Linked DNA regions of Bactrocera dorsalis: region 1 is linked to region 2. The links are chromatin contacts, called in public Hi-C maps. All regions are on one chromosome and are shown on one strand. The core of a region is the stretch at or near the end of the contact, and the rest is flanking DNA. Distances in the headings are between cores, read along the strand shown. Region 1 holds the start of LOC105226019 (PH and SEC7 domain-containing protein). Region 2 overlaps LOC105226019 (PH and SEC7 domain-containing protein).

The links. A called contact is a pair of places that touch in the nucleus more often than the background predicts.
Region 1: a Hi-C map of whole body shows a contact between it and region 2, with 5 times the contacts expected there. The contact joins the promoter of LOC105226019 here to the enhancer-like site in region 2. A contact is called at or near these places in 2 of 2 Hi-C or Micro-C datasets (both in whole body).

The regions. Positions count from the first base shown.
Region 1 is chr2:101,277,986-101,281,671 of ASM2337382v1, forward strand. It overlaps LOC105226019 (PH and SEC7 domain-containing protein), which reads right to left and starts at 2,342. Exons shown (of 18, transcript XM_049447734.1): 1 at 1,887-2,342. The coding sequence starts at 2,021.
Region 2 is chr2:101,243,507-101,246,697 of ASM2337382v1, forward strand. LOC105226019 (PH and SEC7 domain-containing protein) reads right to left here. Exons shown (of 18, transcript XM_049447734.1): 3 at 2,617-2,670; 4 at 1,714-2,546; 5 at 329-1,639. Among protein-coding and RNA genes, the nearest start is that of LOC125776268, 5.3 kb to the right of the region's middle. Within about 2 kb of position 1,390, the one cell type or tissue checked has open chromatin away from gene starts, as enhancers often do.

The DNA of each region.
Region 1 (3,686 bases), core at 1,092-3,591, 35 kb after region 2:
GTTAATATCCGGATTAGCCTTCAATGCGCATTCCGAATTAACGTTTAATATCTTCAATTTACTCAAAACTGTTTGTCCGCAACGGGCGTTGAGTTTACTAAATAGCCAGAAGTTACACGGATCTAAATCAGGCGAATACGGTGGTTGCGGCACGATATTTGATTGAAATTTTGTCGAAAAACTAACGAAAAATCGATTATCGTGGGGAAAAAACAAAGATTCGTCAGCCCATAATTCCGGCCTCGTAAAAACGAATAGCTTTTCGCAATTAACGCGGAACACTCAAATAGTTAGGGGTTTCACATAGTCTCATAAAGTTATATGTTTCGTTACACACACACATGCTTTTTTCCTCCCTGACAAGTAGAAGTAGCTTTAGGAGTCAATAGCCTGCGCCGTATAGCGATATCCTTGCATTTTTTTTGCTGTTCATGGGATCAGAGCCCCATATTTTTGAACATTGATTCTTATGTAAAATTGAACGAGGAAACGAATGGAAAAGTCAATTTTCAAACAGGTGGTGGAAAAACAAAAAAAACTGGTTTTTTTGAATTTTTTTTTTTTGCATTTTGAGAATTTTTTTGGGTTTTCAAAATATTTTTATCAGAAAGCTGAGAGTTTTTATATAAAATTGTATAACTTCAAAAATTTTTTGCACTCAAATTTCAGGTCGTTAGAAAATAAAAGAAATAGTCATTTTTTTGTTTGATCGGAATACGGGTACAAAAAACCATTTTGCCAATTAATGGAATGGTCCATATATTTATGTAGACACATACATATGTAAATAGATACACAAATGGGGTTCATGAAAATCCTGAATTTGCGTAAACCAACAAAGTGTTGAATAGAAGTCTGTATGAATCTTTGATTGTCATTAATAACAAGTCATAAATCGATAGTGCCCAACGTTGAACAAAACAGCTGTTTGGCAAGTGGTCACCAAAGTTCGGCTGAATAAAACAGATTAGAATTACCACATTTTTATTGTATGATTTCCAATTAGAATTTAAAATTAAAAAAAAAAATTCAATCGTATGTACATATGTATATGAAATAAATTGTCATAATGAAAGTGACGACGTAGCAACAGGAATCCGCCAAAGCATAGTCAACAAAGAAAATATTGTGGTATGAGTTGCAAAATAATAACAAGTTCGAGTTGGTTTGCATAATTTTTTTAATGTACCAATGACTAAACAAATGCAGTAAACTAAAGTGTAAGCCCTAGGGGAAAGCAAAAATGTTCTTAAGATCATGTAAAACAATGACAAGTGAATAGATATTGAATCAATTAATAAAAAATAACTACTGATATGATGAGAAAGTTGTGAGCAATGAGTTAAAAAGAATACAATGCTATAGCAGTAAGCCACTGACATTTGGTAATATTTAAAAAATTCCAAAATTTTATTTATATACATACACACATATGTATGTATATACATACATTTTTATTGTCTGGCGCAATTGCTTGTATCTTCAATATACCACTTTCGATTCCAATTCGGTCATTTAATTTTTTTAATTCTAATTGGAAATCACACAACAAAAATACGTACATTGCAACAACAATTTCAACTGCAAAGACAATACACTGACAGCGATACAGTCGGTAGATAACACACAAAAAAAAATAATTCCATAAAGATGAAGTCATTTCAAACTAATTCTGCACACACTTATACACGCATGGAAAGGAGATTTAAATTGAACAGTAATTTCGTTAAAAAAATTTCGAAAAAATGCAAAACGGTTTGGCATAATTAAAAGGCAGTACTAAATATATAACACAAATACTTTGTAAAGTTAACTTGGACACGTTTTATTATAAAATGTAACAGAAGTGTTAGAACAATAAAATAAAATAAATCATTTCTACTTACCGCACTATCGGCGGCCGGTGAATTCTCGTGTATTTCATATATTACATGCGGCGGTCCCGTGGTGCCCAATAGCGAAAACCCAAAACCGGAATGCTCATTACGCCGCAAAACCACTTTCAGTTCCTCGGCGGCCATTATTATGCCGCAACTGAAGCTACTATTGTCGCTGTTACAAATCCAACTGCTCAAGTTGCTTTTGTTGGCGAAGGTGCACAAATACGGACTGTTGACCACTGCACAAAGTGCGATCACAATGCCTATTTGATTTGGATGGTTAAAACCGCCCGTTTTAGACTACTACTTAATGTTATTCAACTTTATTACTTTGAAATTTCAATTTCGATTACATTCACTAATGAAAAGTGACATCCGTAACTAACGTTATGTGTTTTTCGGCACAAGAAATGTCTAATATTATTTTATTCAACTTTATAATTTCATGTACTCTGCTGTTCTGTGCTTTGGCGTCCGACTACTTCATTACTTTGTTTTGTGCATTTTTTTAAGTTCTTCACAAAATAAAACACTTTTTACAATAACATTCACAACAACTAACTTGGCTATTTCTTTCTTTCTTGTCTTATAATATTTCGTGCTGATGAATTCGTAGTGCTTGACTGGATTTTTGGGCTTGGTCACAATGCTGTCGACGTCACCGACGCTGTTGCCGCCAGCAACGTTGTTGATGTCGCCGACGTTGACGACGACGACGTTATTTAGGCAGCCGGCAGCGAAAAGCCAATAAACGTCTTGTTGCTTTTCTTGCTTTCCACTCTTTCTCCAAATATTACTTCGCGTTTGCTGCGCACTCTTTCGCGGCGAACAAACACAAACACCGAATTGTATTGAAGCAATGGCGCATCGTAGTAGCTGCTGAAATTTGCCACGGTCGATTGTTTGTTCGTTTACTTTAAACGTTCTTTTTGTTTTATTTGAAAATATGTAATTTGAGGCCTTTAAAATTTAATGGTTACTAAACGGGGTTTTCCAGGATAAGATATTTTTTCTCTTCTTTTATTTATATTATTTAATGTTGCCCTTACCTGGGTGTAACCAAGAAGCTTTGCACTTTGGCTTCTGCGTACAACATACTGTATAGCTTCTGAAATTTGTTTATTTTTACACATATAACTACATTGCACACACATAGAAAAAATCGTAACCTTTTCACTTCACTTACTTAAACTATTTGCGATTTAATAACTTTCAATTTAATTCATTTTCCACAACAAATTTCAATGGGTTTACTTCTTCACTATTACTCCGATTGCCGCTGTTCGTGTCGATTTACTTCGTCCGCTGTTAGGCTGAAGAAGCGTCGTCGCCTAAGCCTAAGTCGACATCAGCGGAACGTTGCAGTCGCCGTCAACGCTGAAGTTTTTCGGTCCGATATTCGCGTTTTATCCTCACAGTTCACGAAGGCCACTATATTGAATTTTTTATTTATATTTTGGTGATAATCACTTTATTTTAATTTCACTTGCATCAAAAACCAAATCCCCATTAAATTTGTCATGTATTTTCTTATTCTTTTTGCACATTATAGATTTTAAACCACTGAATTCGGTACGCGTACGCGACGTATAGTAAACACTTGTGTCGCATTCAACTTCTTTGACAGTAACGGCGCTGCTTAATTCGCAGTCGCGGCCAATCGGCAAAATTGCTGTCGTTGCATAGATTGCCCAGAGTTGAGTGAAAACGGAGTAAACAGTAATATTCAAATTAAATATATTTATCTATTATAATGAAGTTAATAATTTATACTAAAAAAAATAGATTAAACGTATATAAATGCGT
Region 2 (3,191 bases), core at 140-2,639:
AAATTTAATTCGATAAATAACTTATTTACAAAATTTGTTCGTTTATTTTTCAGTAACTAATTAGTAGTTTTTTCATATTCAGATATTGTTGAGAAATACCCACTTAAATGGTATACATGTTTCTGATTTTTAGACAAGTTATAAAACATATTTGATAAATTTCGACACTTTCGTATATGCACTATGCCTATTTGTATAAGTAAAAAGTTAATTTGATTCGTTTTGCCTTCCTATAATTATAAACGCCCAATTTACTCCGCGATATTAATATTTTCCACACACTTATAGCATATTTTTCATTATAATTTACGCCACACACACAACTTACCTGCGAATCTTCTGAGTCATGCCTCGTATCGAGCAGTGTATTCAGTGAACTATTCACATCCTCATCAATATCGATCGGTATCACTGCAGCCATGCCTTCACGCTGCACCTGCTGCAGATGATCCTCAGACTTACTGGTACGGAATCCAGCGGAATCACATGTACGCACGACACCATTGTGTCGCCGCACCACAACATCGTGAGCAACACCACCACCACCTACTGCACCCATGCTAGTGGGTTCTGGGCTGGTGGGAACTGAATTCGCTGTGTCCTTGTCAATTAATGGCGTAGACAGTGAAATCGGTGAGGTGGGCACGGAGAATGAAGTTTCATCGGGTGAGGTGTTTATACCAGTTAAGCCGTCGCTCTTCACCGTCGCCGATGAAGAACTCGAGCCACCTGAACCACGTTGCTGTTGCCGTTTTTGCTGATGATGATGGTGATGATGATAGCCACCGGCGTAATGTTGGTTCGCACAATCGACTGCATCGCCGATGCCACCTCTGGCGCGCACCACATTTTGTGCATGTTTGTAATGTGCAGCGGCAGCTTTTTGCTTAAGTGCGCGCAAACGTTGCTTCGCCGATGCCGATGTCAATGAATTTGATGAGTAGTCTTCGTCTTCATGTTCGGCGCCACAACCGTCTTCATCTTCGGCATCGAAATCCTCACCTTCGACATCGTCGTCCTCGTCGTCGCCATAGTTCGTTACCAGACATTGACGATCGCTGGCGTCATCATCGCCACACACATCGCCCGCGCCAAGGCCACCGCTATTGTACGTTTCGATATTGGTGATGTCATAGTGTGTTTGATCCTCCTCGTTTTCTTCCATGTCAACGACCTCATCTTGATCGTAACTGCTGCGCTGTTGATAATGACTGTATTGGTGTCGTCGTGTTGAATGGTGTTGATGTTGCTGATATCGTTGTCTGCGATTATTGTCACCACCTGCCTCTTCATCGTCACGCTCTAATTCTTCGCACAATAACAGCGTATCGTCTTTGCGTGGATCGCTGTTAACCACGCCCACACCGCCCGCGCCACCACCACCACCACTGTTACTGTTGTTGTAGCTGTTATTAATACTATCCAACTGTTGCTGGAGCAAATGATGGTGAGGCTGTTGGTGTCTTCGCTTGCCACGATCTTTGTGGTGGTGAGCTGACTCCGAACTGGCCGTGTGAGTGGGCGAGTCCACCGATGATGAGGATGTGGGCGAAGATTCACCAGAAGCACGAGGCGCCAAAGCGCCGTTAGCGCGCGCAGCCACGACCGCACGTTGTGGTGAGTCACGCAAACTGTCGATCTGTAAGGAAATTAAATTAAGGGCAAATTAAAAAAAACCGCTAAAAGAAGAATATTTCAACTTAAGCTACACACTTTTTTTGCGTGCCCTGGCAGTAGGTTACTACTTTGAGATGTCCTTGACAGATTCAGTATCAGTTCACCAGTCATCATGTATGCCTCAAAGCGTGGCGCCTTCGCTGGCTGCGGCGGCGCCGAGTTTGGCTCAGCGTCACGCTCCTTCTGCTGCAGTGCCGCCTGTTGCTGCTGCTGCTGAGTGAAACGTGTGCTGCCGCCGCTATAACTATTTGAATGCTGTAAATGGGCACCACCACCACCACCACCACTCACACAACCGCCGGTGACTGGGGCTATCGGCGCAATTACTGGCGCGTTACCGTTGGTGGCTGCCGGGCCAGCCTTTGTTGGAATTTGTGATGGTCGCGGTCGCTTATGCTGGGGCGAATGTTGTACGGGTGGCTTTTGTGGCGCTTTCAGCGCCGTTGGAATACGTGATGGACGAGATGTGGGCGATGTACAGGTGGCGCCGCCCGCACCACCACTCGCTGCAGTAGTATTTATATCACCAAATTGTAGCTGTGCTGATGAAGCGGAAGAGCTGCGACTGTGATTGCCCTGTGGTTGTTGTTGTTGGCTGGTCAACGCAGGCGTCGGCAGCGAACCCTGACGGTGTGGCAAGTGAGTGGGCGATTTGGCGTAGCGTATCGCAGGCGAAGACGATGAATTGGAATTGCTGTTGTGTGGCGGTTCGTAAGAGTCTTGCAGTGACAACGAGCGGTGGTGAGTTGTGGGAGATCGACAGCTCGATGCCTTGTAATCATAAATATGCGGAGATGGTTCGATGTCTTCGTAATGGGGATTTTTCGTATTGGCCAGTTGCTCTTTGAGTCGCGCTTTTAGTTTGGGATCTGCGATTTTAGAATGGTATGCATGAAATTTTTAAATGAAGGCGAGGAAAATTGGCAAATATCCACTTACCACGACGCAGCTCTAACGTGACCGAATCATCGGATAGCCTTAAGCACTTGAGAACTATGAGAAAATATAAGGTTAATTTTCTTTGAAATATATTAAAAGCGAAAACCGTCTTTAATGTGGAATTTAAATTTATACTGCTTCAAAATAATAAGTTTTTAAATAAAATTTTAAAAAGAGATAAGAATATATTTATTTAAAAAAATTTCTGATTCAAAAATCAATCAGTTTGTACATATAGCATATGGTAGTCCGATATGAACAATATATTCCGAGATAGTAGCAATATCTTGAACAATCATCCATGCCAAAATTTGTATTTTGTCAAATAAAAAAATTGTCCATACAATAACTTGATGGCGATCGTTTCATTTATGTGATAATTATATAATATTGTCGTCCAATATCAGGTTTTCTGACAAATCAGCAAAATTTCAGAACGATATTTCAAAAGGTGAGGACTACTCGGCGTATATACAGACGACAGATGGACATGACTAAATCGTCTCGAGCTCGTCGCGTTGAAAAGTTTATATATTCTTCATAGGGTTTCCTACGTTTCCTCATGGATTTAAAAA